Linked DNA regions of Mus musculus: region 2 is linked to region 1. Evidence: chromatin contacts called from public promoter capture Hi-C data. All regions are on one chromosome and are shown on one strand. The core of a region is the stretch at or near the end of the contact, and the rest is flanking DNA. Distances in the headings are between cores, read along the strand shown. Region 1 holds the start of Rrp9 (RRP9, small subunit (SSU) processome component, homolog (yeast)). Region 2 holds the start of Atrip-trex1 (Atrip-Trex1 readthrough).

Region 1 (7,821 bases), core at 3,780-6,279:
CTGTCTGCCAAGAACTTGAGCCCCATTTGTTTTTGCTTAGACCCTTGCTTTCTTGGACTGGAAGGTGATCGTACCCTCCAGTGATGGGGACAGCATGGGCTGATGAGGTCACTCAACTGAGGATACCCTGACTATGAACTTGGACATAACTGGAGTTATCTTTGACCTTTTCCCACACACGGCCTCACACACCCTGCTCATGAGTTCTCTCCTCTCATTTCTGCAGCTCTGGGGCCAGAGCCAGTGCCCAGAGAGGGAGGGAGGAAGGGAAGGAGGAAGAGAGAGAGACACAGAGCTAGACAGACAAAGAGACAGAGCAGAGCAGAGAGAGACAGTGGGCCCAGCCTCCACGCCTCTGTCACCCTCTCTACAGCTCCAGTCACAAGATTCTTGGATGTGTACGGCCAGCTCAGGCTCTCTGAGGCTTTCTGGAGAAGGCTCCCTTGATGGTTCCATGTCCCTGCCCCTCGTCCCCTGACACTGCTGGGAACTTCCACATAGAATGAGCTGTCCTAGTGAGGCCAGGCCCACACAGCCTTCACCCTCCCTTCAGGAGCTCTCTAGCTCCTCAGAGTCTGTTTGCTTTTATCCTATCTGCCTCCCCTCTTCTAGGACGACACATCCCCAACTGCCAGGTGCTTCTTCAGAGTCCCGGAGCCCTGGGACACCTCACTGTGTCAGTAAAGCGCTCAGTCTCTGTCTTGGGGAGCCCCCATCCCCACCCAGGTTTTCACCCAGGGGTGCCTCACCATAGCCAGCTGACTTGCTGTTCTCAGAGGCAAAATAAATACCCTTGCCAACACGACCACCCGAGTGTGGCATGATTCGGAGCCCACTGGTGAGGATGGCAGCCACCACGGCCACATTGGTGCCGTGCCACAGCAGCCTCCGATTGCCCAGTTTGGAGTGGGCCTGGAACCTGTCTCCCTGAGTGGGGGAAGGTAGAAAATGGCAGCAACATGCCTCGAGAGGGTTCAGGTGTTCCTCCCTCTTCTTGGGTGACCGATGCCTAGGGCCCCATGGGTCCCTGGCATACGCTTGACCTGGAAACTGGTCAAGGTTGTTAAACCAGCTTAGCAAGGGGCGGATAAGTAAATGCTCCCCACCACCCCCAAGGGACAGGGTGGTGATACAGGGGCTGACTCTCCCTCACCTCCCCTTCTCGGTTCACTTTCCAAACATGCCGCAGGTCTGGGCACCTGTAGCTGTTGCCAGTCTGTTTCAGGTAGGTCTGTATTGCCTGTGGAGAAGAAAGGCCAGTGGCCAAAGGTGGGAGACTTGTGGACTAGTGTCCTTGTGGTCTTCCTGCTCCAGAGCGCTCCTTGGGTCAGGGCACATGGGAGGGAATGCTGCAAGCCAGGGGCTCCCAGGGTACCTCCAGGGCAGGTGTTCAGAGTTCACCTTGTACTCGGACTCCCCGGAGTCCAGCAGTTGAAGCTGGCACCTGAGGAGCTGGTAGTCTCGATCCAGTGGGTGTGGCACCTCTTCCACTTTCTCCTCCTCCTCCCCAGGGGCTGCCTGCAAGGTCTGCGCCAACTCGATGTCCGCTAGCACCTAAGATAACGGGCACTGGACCTTGTCTGCCCTGTGGGCTTCCACTTCTGCCCCAGCCCCTCCCATGTGACAGACACCCCACTGCCTATTCCATCTCCTCCCCATCTCTCTGTCCAGCTCTCTCCTCTCTTGGCTCTCAGCCTGTCCCTCTGGACCACGTGGCCATGTGCCCCTCTCCTCTTTGCCCAGGCTGCCTGGTATTCTCTGGGCTGGCCAGCCCTCACCAGCAGCATGTCCTTCTTGGCCTGAAGCACATCAGGGGAGTTGATGGGCGGGGGTCGGCTGCGGCCGAAGTTGTGTGGGATGACAGTGTAGAAGCAGGAGGAGAGCTCTTCCAGGCTCTGGCCATCCCCTGTGGGGTTTTTCATGGCCTCCTCTAGAGCTTCCAAGGCCTCGAAGCCACGGGCAATCTGCTGCTTGGTCAGCTTTCCCAAGGGCATCTTCTTCACATCTGGGGGATGAAGGGACGAGCTGAGCCCTGTAGCCCCTGAGATCAGGGGTGGGGGTGGGGGTGGGGGTGGGGGTCAGGGGTAGCTGCCACCCTGCAGAGAGCTCCTCCTCACCCAGGTTCATGAGGGTCATTGCATTCTTGAACATCTCTTTGCTGAAGATGTTGGTGATAAGGTTCTGGGTGGCAGGGTCTAGGGAGCAGGGCTTGACCACGGTCCTCACAGGGCCGCTGTACACCTGGGGAGATAAGGCCTGCTCGGGCAGCAGCCATTAGGCAGAATGCCCACACAGGGAGCAGGGCCTCGGCTGAGACCAGAGAGGGAGGATGGGACTGGAGGATGGGCTGGCAGGCAGTCCCTCCCCTCTACCCCCTGCTGCCCCCTGCTGCCCCATCACCTTCACTACAGCCTCTTGGCTCTCTGCTTCTCCCTGGACTTCTATAAGTGTGTACTTGTTGGGCTGGGCCACAAAACGGTCCCGCTCCTCCCATTTGTTTTTAGTCTTCTCCCAAAATTTCTTCTTAAAGTCCTTCTTTGCATCTTCCAGGCAGGTGAAGTGGTTCATCTTGCTCTGGCCCACCTCTCCCTGCAAGGGACAACTTTCAGGGGTGTGTCCACCAGCAAGATTTGCTGGTCTCTGGGCTGGGCCCTCCAAACAGCTGCAGACGAAGCCAGCTCTTTGGATGCCCAAGGGGGGGAGGGGGGATGGGGGAGGGCAGCCCGGGCGATGGCTCGCTCACCACGCGGCCCCAGCGATTCCAGCAGAAGAAGCGACTACCCTCCTCCAGCAGTTGGATAATATAGAACTTGTTGTTGTTGTTGCCGATGTTGGTCTGGTTCAGGGTACAGTCATAGTCCTCGTGGACCTGTGTAGGGTGAGTCCGTGGGGCGTGGGCTGGGTGTGTACACCAGGGAACATCATGGGGGGGGCCTTGTCTTTGGCACTTGGGTGTCTCTGCCCTTGGGGGGCAGGGTCACAGTCTGACTGGATGTGATGAAGCCCTGCTGTGGGCTTGGGAATTTGGAGAGGATGCAGCTGCTTCCTGGGTGGGGGAATCTGAAAAAAGACCTGGCTCTGCCCTGAGGGCTCAGTTTGAGGGAACACGGAAGAGGGTCCCGGGGGAAATTGAGTCAGGCCCCTTCCTTGAGTGTGATGCACCCTAGTGTCTGATGGTCAGACATGGTACACCTTGACCCAATGGAATAACAGCCCACCTTGGCAGTCTTCAGAAGACAGGTACGCAATCCCTGGCTAGAACAGAGAACCCAAGGAGGAGAAAGAAGGCTGTGGTCTGCCAGGCGGTGGTGGCCCACGCCTTTAATCCCAGCACTTGGGAGACAGAGACAGGCGGATTTCTGAATTCGAGGCCAGAGGCCAGCCTGGTCTACAAAATGAGTTCCAGGACAGCCAGGGCCATACAGAGAAACCCTGTCTTGAAAAACAACAACACAACAAAACAAGCAAACAAAAACAAACAAACAAAAAGGCTGCGGTCTGAACATGGCTTCAGCTCACCTGTATCCCGGGGTTCCGGCTGAATGGACATGAGGGGTCCACACGGATGACCCGATTATCAGCAGGTGCTGCTCTGAGAGCCTCGGCAGTGGACCGGAAGCTGTCCTCCTCCTCTGTCCCTTGTCGCCGCTTCTTGGAGCCCTCAGTCTGCACAGAGGCCTTTCGTTTTGGAGCCATGGTTCTCCTGGGGCAAGAGGTAGGGAGCGTTCAGATTTGCCCTTTAGGAGGCTGGCCTCCTACTCCTTGGTTTACATATCCCCATCTCCAAACCTGCACTTTGTACCTCAGAGATGCAGAAGCTTAGAGCCCGTCAGTTCTGCCCACCCTGGAGTTAGGAAGCAGTTGGCTCGAGGTGTTCCCCGAGGCAGCAGAAAAAGTGAAAGCCGGCTCACCCCACCCACGCTGGGGCCCTTCCCCTTCTAGAACATTTCCTCCTCCTGTCAGTCATCTGGCTAGGTTGCTGGGCTGAATCATCTGAGCTACAGGGGAAGGACCCTATAAGTTGCCCTTCTGCAGCTGGATCTACCTCTCTAGAGCTTAGGACCAAGTGGTGTAGCCTTTTGCTAACAGTCCTGAGTTCTGGGGTGCCAGCCAAAGTTTCAGGCTTTCAAGTGCCAGAGAGAGCAAGAGCCACTTTAACCTCACCCTTCCCTGCCCTGCAGAGGACTCTAGGGCAGGGCCAAAGGACACTCACCCAAATGAAACAGGACCCTGGAAGAGGTGGCTGTTATCCAGCCCGGTATCAGGAATGCTGAATGTGCCTCCTAAGAAACAAGTTCCAAGTCTGGGATCCCATCTAGCGACCCTTCGTGAGCCTTCAGCTAGTTTTTGGTAGGGATTTCCCAGCAATCACGTGAGGAGGGGAAAGAGCTTGGGGGTGGTGTAGAATTCCAGCTTTTGGCCGCTAGTGGGGTGAGTCAGAGGCTGGGTAGGCTGAGGTTGGTGGCCAGTCCCAGAGATGAAATGACAGTAATGTAGACGTATCCAAAGCCGCTCGGACTGACTGGCCCCTCATGCAGCTTTGACTAGGCACATACAGCATATATCCATTATTTGCCCGGTGATTTTGGCTCTGGGTTCGGATGCTGTCTCCTCTCCAGAGCTGCCTGAATTCCATTCCTTAAGTTTTAGAGTCTGGTTGTATTAGCTTCAATCGCTGTTCCAGCGGAAAAATCACAGAACCCCGCACCTCTGGCTCCACCTTGTGGCCATAAGACGCAAGCACCGCATGCCCTCCTGGCCCCACCCCTCCCTGCTAGTCAGGCGTTAGCAGAGCGCAAGCGCCACAGGCCCAGGCCGGAAATCGCAAGAGAGACTTGCTTCCTACTCCAGGCTGGCGCCGGAGCCTATAGGAGCTCTTGAAGGCGTGTCCAGCTGCGTCGGTCCAATAGACGTTTGGGGGCGTGGCAGGATCTTCTCAAGGGCCCAATGGAGCTGCGGAAGGTGGGGCCCGCTGCGCCGTGGGAACCTATCAGGGCTCCGGGTCTTGCCATGCGGCTGGGGTTTAGCAGCCATGTGAGTTCTTCGGGGTAGCGGCACCTTGAACAGTATGTCGACCGCCGTGGCAACTCGTAAGCGGGCAAAGCCAGCTCCCGGGCCCGGGGCGGCTCCGGTGGCCGGCAAGCGGCGGCGAAAGGTGAGCATGGTGTACTCTTGGGCGCGACCGATCTAGCTCCTGGGAGAGCCATCGTTCCATCCCAGGGCCCCCATCGGGGCAAGTATCTTTGCCAAGGGCTCCGTCAGAAGGAAGCCTACATCTCTTTTCTTCTATCCACCAAATCCTGGGAAACCTTCTACTTGGCCAGGGCCAGGTGCTACTTGCCTCTCTCAGTCCTGGGCCTCGTGACCAAGAGAGGATCGTTTGATTTCCAGGTAGACTCTGCTGCGGACAGGGGCAAGTCCAAGGGTGGCGGCAAAATGAATGAAGAGATTTCCAGCGATTCTGAGAGCGAGAGGTGAGTTTTTACCGGGAGGAAGGATAAACGGAGGCTCGTGGTGACTAGAAGACTCAGTGCGACTGGCAACAGAGCTGGGTGTTTGGCTCGAGATCCTGGGTCTACCCTCCAGTTTCCGGCAGTGAGATATCGTCGTTTATCTCTGATGTGTCTATGGGGAAGACGCTGGGCTCCTGTGGGAGGGAGAGCTTGGGACCTTTTTTCGCTTTATGACATGGAGGCAGGCACAGGTCTGGATTGATTGAGAGGCAAGGAGAGAACGGTACAGAACACATCCTCCTGTTCTTAATTCCATCTTCACACAGTACCACAACGACTGGTGTCCTTGGGCACCTTTTTGAGATGAGGTCTCTGTTGTTTTGCCCAAGGTGGCCTTGATCTCCTGGGTTCGAATGATCCTAGGCTTCAGCTTTGTACTGTCACATATGTAGCCTTCCTAACATTAGGGTCTTGTTTCACTGTTGCGAACACGGGTGAGCAGGCAAGTGGAGAGAGGCCGTGTCAGTGTCTGCAGGTGTGTATCTTGGAGACATGTGTTGTGAGAACAGAAGAAGCCTTTTAAAAAGTTGAGCCTGGAGAGACGAGGAGTGTCCTGGAGCGGTAGGGAAGAGGTTCAGGGACCAGAGACAAATCTGGGGTATTAGTGTGCCAGGGTGGAAGGAAGAAAGGATAAACCGGCAGGTGATAGGTACAGGCCAGGGTAGCCGTGAACTTAAGAGATCTGCCTGCTTCTGCCTCCCGAGTGCCAGGATTACAGACCTGGCTATCAGTTCTGCTTCTAAAAGTGAATATGTGGTGCCTTAATTTGCTCAGCTTTTTTTTTTTTTTTTTGGCAAGGTTTTTCCACGTAGCCATGGCTGTCCTGGAACAACCTGTATAGATCAGGCTGGCCTTAACCTCAAAGACATTGCCTGCTTCTGCCTCCAGGACCTGTGCTAAACACTTTGGGTATTTATTTATTTATTTATTTATTTATTTATGTGTGTGTGTGTACATGCTGATGCCCATGGGAGACCGAGGACATTGGAGCCCCTGGAACTGTCACATCAGGGGGTTGCGAGCGAGCCACCTGAGGGGTGCTGGGACTGAACCCAGGGTCGCTGTAAGAACAGCAGGAGTTCTTAGCCGATGAGCCATTTTTTTCCAGCCCATTCTTTACCACCTCTTAAGTCTTTTAACTTGTGTCACGAAATAAATGTGATAACTACAGAAGCACCACTCAGTTTTCTTCTGCTGATCTAACTTGGGTGAAAGTAAAAATAAATGCGTACACACCTTAAATTCAGGGTTGAAACAGCTTTTCTTTCAAAAGGGATTTTTTTTTTAAACAAAAAGTGGTGCTGGGCGTGGTGGCGCACACCTTTAATTCCTCAGTACCTAGGAGGCAGAGGCAGACAGATCTGTGAGTTTGAGGCCAGCCTGGGCTACGTGGCGAAAATATGTCTTGGGAAACAAAACAAAACAAAACAAAAAAGCAGAATTGCTAAATGCCGTTTATAAGGTCTCAGCATCAAGTGTCTTTACCTGCTGAGCCGCCACACCTCTAACTCTAGTCTGCTTTTCTGTGTGTGGGCCCTGAAGTAAGAGACTGATTGGTTTGGATGCACTCAGAAAGGACATAACTCTGGGCCAAGGTCTGGCCTTGACTTTCCTGAGACATGGTTTTTTGTTCTGTTCTTTTAGGCAGGGACTTTGTAACTCTGGCTGCCCTGGAACTCGCTATGTAGACCAAGCTGGCCTCAAACTCAGAGAGACCTGCCTGCCTCTGCCCTCAAGTGCTGGGACATGCCCCAGGACACTGCTATTCCTGATGGGTTTTAAAGTCCCTTCTGGAGGAAGTCCTGGGCAGGGTGCTGGGCGACAGCAGGTAGCTGATGGGATGTCTGCAGGCTTGTGATTAGGGGTGCAGCTGTCTTGGTCTGCTGGCTGAGAGTTCGAAACACCTACCTAAGCTCCCAGAAACAGGTCTAAGCTGGACCTGTCTGTGAGTGAAGGGAGTGTCCTGAGCTGGCTCACGGACACTGGGGCCTAGAAGGGACAGCAAGAAATTCCATCACACGTGGTTTAGTCAGTACTACTTAGGATTCACTTGGAACCTAGTCCTCGGGGTACAAGGAGGGTGCAGGGCAGCAAGCCTAGGGTACCCCAATATGTCTGTGTCTTGGAGTGGTTGTCATCCTGGCATCTGCGTTCTCTGTTCTGCATGCTGGGTTCCCTGTTTGCAGCGCCCTGTGCCTTGTGCCTTTGTCCCTTAGCTTGGGAAGCTCAGTAGAAGGACAGGACCAGTTCTCTGTTACTATGTACCTGACCATGTCTTCTTAGCTGGGACTTGTAGAGATTGTCTTAT
Region 2 (7,821 bases), core at 3,601-6,100, 2.6 Mb after region 1:
AAACTAAACCATGAGTCCAGCATCCTCCTTACCTGACGTGGGAGACGGAGGGAGCGGCTGGCTTATTTGTTCGTCCGTTGCTCTGAGACTTTGTCCTTAACTCATTCATTTCTGCGTCTTTAAACTGCAGTTCAGACTGCAGTGATTGGAGCTGAAAGTCAAAGACATTTGTGGTAGCGCTATAATACACATGCACAAAAACTGCCTGTGGTGGTGCACACCTTTAACACTCAGGAAGCAAAGGCAGGCGTGGGGAATCTCTGCCATTCCACATATTGAGTTCTGAGGCTGCCAGGGTTACAGAGTGAGAGTCTGCCTCAAAAAGAAAAAGAAAAAAAAAAATCAATAATAAATCCCTCAGCTTCCAAACTTCAAGCTAATAAAGGAAAACAATGAAAAATGCATTATCAAAGTCTGCTGTGACATAAATGTCCTCAAATATTAGCCACTGTTCCCTTGAAAAAATACTCTAGAAAGATGTAGCAGATTCTACTGTGGAAGCAGTTTACGAGGATTCAAAAACCAGCCCATTACCTGTTTAGCTTTACTGACTTGGCTGGGACTGAGGGAGAAAAAGTGACGGCTGTACAGAGCTGGTGGGACACCTTATCTCAGCAATAACATGCTTCGTGGGTCCCCCACCCCCACCCCATGCTCTGCTCCCCAAACTGCTGCCAAACTCTCAATCCTCTTCAGCTCTCACAGGGTGTGGCTGCTCGTATCATCCGTGAAGTACTTGGTGGCACAGAGATTCTAGGTCTTCTTGGAAGCCTGAGCAGATCATCTGGAGGCTTTATCAAAACCTGTGTGTCAGTGCGTGCTGTGATTGGTGTGTTTGTGTGTCAGGAAACTAGAAAGAGGGTCATAAGTGGGCAAAACATCTTAAGTAAGTTAGGAAATAGAGTAAGTGATGCATGTACCAGGAGAGCAGAAGGAGGAAAAGGAAGAGAGGCTCAGATGAAAGGGGTTTGCCTAGGGTCCATCCCCAGCACTGAATATGCAGGGCATGGCAGCAGTTATGCCCGCCAAGGCAGCATTCAGGAGGCAGAAGCAGGAGACTGAGAACTTTAAGAACATCCTCGGCTACGGAGTGACTTTCGGGCCAGCCTGGGCTGTATCACCAGATCAGGAAACAAAACAAACAAACAAACAAAACAACAAAAAGACCCGTTTGGGCTTCCCAACAGGCTTTCTTCGGTGGTGGTTACAAGGAAGGGTGTGTGCATGTAAAGCTGCTGGAAGAGGTCATGGAGGCAGACACTGAAGCTTCTGCCCATGGCTCCCTACACTGGAAAGGGGGTGCAGGACAGACCCCTGACTCAAGCATCAACACGCTCCAAGGACAGTGGTGACAGAGACTGGTACCTAGCAGTTTTCTTTGAACACGATCTCCCTTCCCTACCTCTGACTGTGACTTAAATGAGACTTATCATCTCTGGTTTTAGAACTGGTCTGGAAATAGTCTGCTTCTTTAAAAATTTTAGGTCTGAGATGACGTTATCTTATCTTTCATTTGGCTTTTTGAAAAAGGATCTTACTATATAGCCCAGGCTGGCCTTGGACCTATGGTAACCTTGATGTACCAGCCTCCCAATTTATGCCCAACTGAGGAAGCCCAAGTCTTAACTGTGCTCTGGAGTTTTAAAATGTATGAGTATTGGGCTGGAGAGATGGCTCAGCAGTCAAGAGCACTGACTGCTCTACTGAAGGTCCTGAGTTCAAATCCCAGCAACCACATGGTGGCTCACAACCATCTGTAATGAGATCTGACGCCCTCTTCTAGGGTGTCTGAGGTAGCTACAGTGTACTTACATGTATAATAAATAAATAAATCTTTTTTTAAAAAAAAGAAAAAAATAAATGTATGAGTCTATCTAGTCAGAACCTCTGCTGATAGAGCAACAGGTTTCATAACAGTGAATCTGAGATTTCTGGTTTACATCATCTGAAGCCCTACTATGTTCCTAAATTCCTAGACTTTGATGTGGCAGCTAATATATTTCCTTCTGGCTAAGCAGAAGCAACTGACTTTCTGACTTACCAAGGAGCTCGAATTCAAGCCTATCCTAGAAGTTCTAAGCTAGTGATTTGTTCCTGCCAAGAATCAGGACCACAGCAAAGCAGAGTTTCATCTCAGTCTTTTTCCAAAACAAATGCAGACCCTGGAAGAAAGATACATGCTATTCACTAAGGGCAGCGAGTACTTAAACAATGGGTGAATGTTTCCAGGCAACATTGTTTATTGTTTCTATTTTGTTTATTTTTTAGAGAAAGTTTCTCACTTGACTGGCCTGGAATTCACTGTGTAGTCTACGCTGGCCTAGAGCTCACAGAGATCCACCTGCCTCTGCCTCTTGAGGTTAAAGGCATATGTCAGCATGCCTGGCCTTGGCTGCTCCTTCTAATGTCAGTCAGTGGATGGACAGGTGACACTACTGTCCCCAGCGCGTGACACAAATGCTCTGGCTCACCTTTCTGGAGAATTCCTTTTCCTTTTCACTGAGTGCTTGAGTCTTTTCTTGCTCAAGAAGGAAATGTGATCTTTTCTGTTCTTCTAGAACGGATTCTGTCTGACGCAGAGAGTCACGCAAAATTTTAATTTCTCCATTCTTAATTAGGATTTCTTCTTCCATTGCTTTCAGCTGTAAATTACGCCCAGTCAACAGATATTCAGCAAGAACAGTTTCAGAATCCATTCACCACTTACACACAGATTCTTTCAGCTTTAACATTACGGCTCATACCCTCCACAGACTAAAACCCCATGTTGGATTTCTGGCTTTCTTAGGCACCTACAGATGGCCAGGTGAAAGATGTATGAGAGCCTGCAAAACTAACAAATATCAACCGCTAAGATGACATGTTCCTCAGATAAAGACCTAAGCTGTAGAGGCTAGAGAGATGGCTTAGCAGCTAAGGGCACTCACTGCTCTTACAGAGGACCCAGGTTCCGTTCCCATTACCCATATGAGGTGGCTCACACCAGTTGTGTTGATTCCAGAGGACCCAGCACCCCTGACCTCATGGGCACCTGTATGCATGCAGTGCATATAAACTTATATAGGCTCAGGGATATACACAGGGTAAATAAAATTTCAGGCATTCTTTCCCCAACCTTCTTTCATTTCAGAGGAATAAATCTAGATGTTTGTTTTATAGTTTTTATATATTTTACACATGCTTTTTAATACCAAAATGAATGAATTAGCTGCAAATACAATAAGTTAGGGCTGGAAGGATAGCCTAACAGTAGAGTGTCTGTGTATAGCATGTGTGAAGGTAAAGTCCTGAGTTCAATTCTCAGCATTACAACCAAACAGGCAAAACAAAACACAAACAAACAACCCAAAAGTCACATACCTTTTCTTTAAGTTCTTTGTATTGTATCTGAAGTACTTCTAATTCAAAATTATCTTTAACTGGAATATCTTCTCTGCTTTTCCTTATAGGACTATTTGGTAACCCATCTAATCGGCGGACCTTATGAGCACCTGTATAAAAAGTAGTTGCCCTTAGGTTGAGCATGGTGGCACAGAACTGCAATCCCAACACTTGTGAAGTAGAGCTATGGGGATCTCAAATTCAAGGCTAGCCTTGCTAGAGATCGAGAACCTGTCTGGAAAAAATAATCCCATGTATACTGCGGGGCTCAGTATGTATCCACCTTTGTCATAAAATGCAGAAGGAGTCACTCTTGAAAGCCAAGTTGAGAAAGACCCAGGTAACAGCTCCGAGCATGGTATAAACACATAAAGAATCCTTATGGCATAGCATATCTGAATTCTCTCGCTTTATACCTCACCCACTTTCTAGACTCTCAGCTCATAGCTGAACAGAGATTGCACTGGCTGTGACTCTACCATAACTACTATTTACTACAACATGTTAGGCATAGGATCTGCTGGTTTTAAAGACTGATGGTGAACCAAATGGATACATTCCAGGGGGAGGTGGGGCTCCAGGGATGGAGTAAGGTAGAGTACCGGGTGATGTAGGGCCAAGGAAGGGGGAGGCAGCATTGCTTTGTGCCATTTCGTGGAAAGTTGCGTCTAACCACTGCCGCATATGACAGCTGGTCAGCAATGAGTGTTTTCCAATGCCTGGTTTTCCATGCAATATTGCTGGAGAGATGGAGGGCCAGCCACATTTCCAGGGATAATCCTATTTTTCAGATGCTGTAAGTGCTAAGTACATTCGCAAGGTGCCCATCAAACCCTCCTGACACTTAACTTATTCCCCAAGAGTGTAAGCTCTAAGAAGAAAAGCAGCTTTGGCATTTCTTGCCCATTGCCTGTTTGCCATGCCTAACCTTTGGGCAACTGGCATTTTTGTGTAAGACTCTCTTTCATCTCTTGCCTCTGTCAGACGCCTTCTAATGCTCTTCTGCCCAAGGGTTACAATGGGGTGCATACCATCTAAATGGGAGGCCATTTAACATTCTGGATGTCTCACCGCCAAATCAGAGGTCTGCACCACCCGCCGGGGGAAAAGGCCCCTCAGGCACTCACTGGACAGGTTCCGAGGCGCGACGGGACACTGGCTCAGGGCCTGTGACGCGAGGATGTCGAGTTCCTCTAGGTCGTCCGCAGTAAATTCCGCGTGCTCACCGAATGGGTCTTCGGGGTCCGGGACTGTGGTCTCAGAGAAGCTCCGGGCCCGCTTGCTCGGAGGGTTCTCAATGGATCGAGACAGACCGGGGAAAGGCTCCAGGCCGCCACTCTGTTTCCTGTGGCTGTTCGGTGCGGGGGTCCCGGCCATGACTACCTTCAACCCGCAGCATCCGAAGACGCCAAGCACAGCCTTGTCCACAGAAAGCCTGAGCTGGCCCAACCGCCCGCGCGCCGCCGTTCCCCTCGCCTTCCAGCGTCTCCCCAGCCTGCGGGCCAATCAGCTGCCAGCTACCGGGCACAGATGGGTGACGTGTACAGAGCGCGCCGTTACCCGGGACAGGCTCCTGCGTGTCTGGGCTCAGTACGAAGGGGTCCCCGGTGATGCCAGGGTACTACAGTGCTGTCAGGATTATCCCGGTTGCGAGATCGAGGAGCGTCTGCCCGACCACACCTGAGGCGGTTCCCCGTGGCACTGTGTAGAATACAGAGCCCTAGAGAAGCAGGCAGCGTTCAGGGGTCAGCTCTCCCTGACCTCACTCCTCGCGGCTGACCCACCTCTCTCATGTCCAGAGACTCTTTTAGGGAGGAGGCTGGGAAGAGCAGACTTGGGGAGGAGAAGGAATGCTTTTCTTCCTGGAAGCAGAGATCTTCCAGGATAACAAATGTTTCAAGTATGTATATTTGAGAAAAAAAAAAAAAAAAAAAGGCTGGGAAGGATGGTCTCGAGAACGGCGTGCCTATTCGGAACTGCTCCAACTGTTAACTTCCATTTATTTCTTGGAGAGTCTTTATGTCCTGAGCGCTGGTTGCGTAGAGACAATGAAGCTCAAGAGGTCAAGGAAGGCTCGCTGGGAGTGGTCCTTGAATTACCCAACAGATTGAGGGGGAAATAGCAAGAAAAATGGGTTAGGAGGCAGACGCATGATGTTTCTGAGAAAAATTCATCTTCGACAAGGATGCCAGGTGGATGCCTCCTCTTTGCGACAGACTTCATGGAGGAGCAATGATTTGAGTTGGGCTTGGGTGTATGACTGGCTTTTATGAGCTGAAGTGGTGGGCAGAACAGATACCAGAAATGGCGGATTAGCATTGGAAGGCAACAAGATCAAGACTTTTCTACTCCGTTTGCTCAATGCCAGACTTAGTTTGTGAACCTACCAATGTTTGCTGAGGCGTTGGGCGGAAAGGAGAGCGCTCAGGCTTAGAATGCCTTAGGCCTGCCAACCCACCCCCACCCCACCCCTGCCTCATTATTTTTTATGTGTGTTTTACCTTCATGTATGTATGTGCATCACATGCATGTATGCCTGGTGCCTACAGTGGTCAGAAGGCATTGCATCACTTAGAACTGCCTTAGTTTCTTGATTCAGCTGCTGGTAGTTTTCCCATAGCTGCCCAACATAATGTTGAATGTTCAAGTCTCCCAGCAGCCCCCCACCCCCTTTGGTTATATGTCAAGACATATAACCAAAGCTGGCCCAGAACTCCAGAATGTCCTTCCTCCCGCTGAGTGCTGGGATTATAGACATGAGTTTTTGTTTGTTTGTTTTGTTTTTGTTTTTTGTTTTTGAGATGGCCTCAAACTTCTAATCCTGTCTCAGTCTCTAAAGTGCTAGAATTGTGAGTGTGGGCTACCAGGCGTGGCTGATTGCCCAGGTTGTAATAGCTACGATCTTTGGTTCTGGAAACAGGACATTGTCAGGAGGGATTACGTTCTACCAAATAAACGAGAAGTTTTGGGGGCAGGAGGCTATGACTGCTGATAAGTATTTTCAGCAGCACCGGGCTAGGTGCCAGCTGACAAGGCCCTATGGGCTTTAAGCCCAAAGAAGATGCTTTTTGGAGATGACCAAAGCAAGCTGATTTGTTTGTTTTATATTTGGGTGTTTTGCTTCCATGTAGATCTGAGGCCAGAAGAGGGCATCAGCTCCTTTGGAACTGGAATTACAGTGAGCCATCATATGGGTGTTGGGAATTGAACCCAGAACCCCTAGAAGAGCAGTGAGTGCTATTAACTACTGAACCATTTCTCTAGTCCCCAACCCAGTGTTTTAAAATTTCAATTCTCCTGCATCAGCTGCCTGAGTGCTGAGTTTACAGGTATGCTAGCTGGTCTTCATGGTGCAGGCCTGTAACTCCAGCTACTCAGGAACTTTAGGCAGGGACATCACAAATTCAAGGCCTGGCTGGCCCTAAACTAAATCAATGTCACCATGAGCAATTTAGTGAGAGCCTGTCTCATGAAAGAAGATAATATTCTTAGGGAAAGCATACTATTGTTCCCAGTTGTATGGATAGCCTAGAAGGCAAGTCAGAAGTCCCGTGCCTCTCAACTAGGTGTCTCAGTAAATACAGACAGGGGTTGGACAGTGTTAAAGTATTTGCTTAGAATATTCAAGGCTCTGGATTTGATTTCCAGCATCCTGTTTCTCCTGAATTAGGGTTACATTGCTAGGCATGGTGGCACAAACCTGAAATCACAGCACTGGGGAAGCTGAGGCAAGAAGATTCTTTTTTTTGTTTGTTTGTTTGTTTTTGGTTTTTCAACACAAGGTTTCTCTGTGTAGCTCTGGCTGTCCTGAAACTCACTTTGTAGACCAGGCTGGCCCCGAACTCAGAAATCCGCCTGCCTCTGCCTCCTGAGTGCTGGGATTAAAGGTGTGCGCCACCACGCCCAGCTCTGGCAAGAAGATTCTAATCAAGGCCTGTCCATCAGTCTGTGCTACAGAACCTGTCTCAACCCCTTCTTCCCAAACAAGACTGTTTTCTGTTGTGGAGTTTCTTTACTTGGTGGTTGGTGGCAGGTAACGTCTGGCAAGAACATGATCAGGGAAGAGTAACTATCAGTTTTTCTTCAGAACTGGGGTCTGAAACAGAAGGCTCTCACTGAGCTACAGCCCCAGCCCTCGCCCTCTTTTTACTGTTCTGTCACCCAGTCATGCTTTCAAGTTATGATCCTCGTGCCTCAGCTTCCCAAGGAGTTAGGATTTTCTAAAGGAAGAGTTGGTGAGAGCACAGCAAAGGCTTGGGTGTCCTCACCACGTTTTAAGTCTTCCTCTGTGCATGCTTGCTGTGTGTGTGCCTGTTTCCTCACCACTAATGTCTAGTAAAAACAAAGACGCCAGAAAACAGAGGTGGGCATAGTGGTGCATGCCTTTAATCCCAGCATTCAGAGGCAGGCCTGGTCTACATAGAGTCCCAGGATAGCCAG

Evidence for each region. Capture Hi-C pulls out chosen DNA fragments and counts their contacts.
Region 2: a promoter capture Hi-C map of adipose tissue shows a contact between it and region 1, with 5 times the contacts expected there. The contact joins the promoter of Atrip-trex1 here to the promoter of Rrp9 in region 1. A contact is called at or near these places in 2 of 39 promoter capture datasets (liver and pre-B cells) and 2 of 9 other capture datasets (adipose tissue and liver).

What each region holds. Positions count from the first base shown.
Region 1 is chr9:106,472,280-106,480,100 of GRCm38.p6, forward strand. It overlaps Rrp9 (RRP9, small subunit (SSU) processome component, homolog (yeast)), which reads left to right and starts at 5,030. Exons shown (of 15, transcript NM_145620.4): 1 at 5,030-5,155; 2 at 5,392-5,474. The coding sequence starts at 5,069. Parp3 (poly (ADP-ribose) polymerase family, member 3) reads right to left here and starts at 4,670. Exons shown (of 11, transcript NM_145619.3): 1 at 4,214-4,670; 2 at 3,520-3,703; 3 at 2,744-2,869; 4 at 2,401-2,589; 5 at 2,118-2,241; 6 at 1,779-2,005; 7 at 1,402-1,554; 8 at 1,154-1,240; 9 at 750-927. The coding sequence starts at 3,696.
Region 2 is chr9:109,069,247-109,077,067 of GRCm38.p6, forward strand. It overlaps Atrip-trex1 (Atrip-Trex1 readthrough), which reads right to left and starts at 4,851. Exons shown (of 14, transcript NR_153412.1): 1 at 4,413-4,851; 2 at 3,361-3,491; 3 at 2,472-2,642; 4 at 33-151. It overlaps Atrip (ATR interacting protein), which reads right to left and starts at 4,878. Exons shown (of 13, transcript NM_172774.3): 1 at 4,509-4,878; 2 at 3,361-3,491; 3 at 2,472-2,642; 4 at 33-151. The coding sequence starts at 4,758.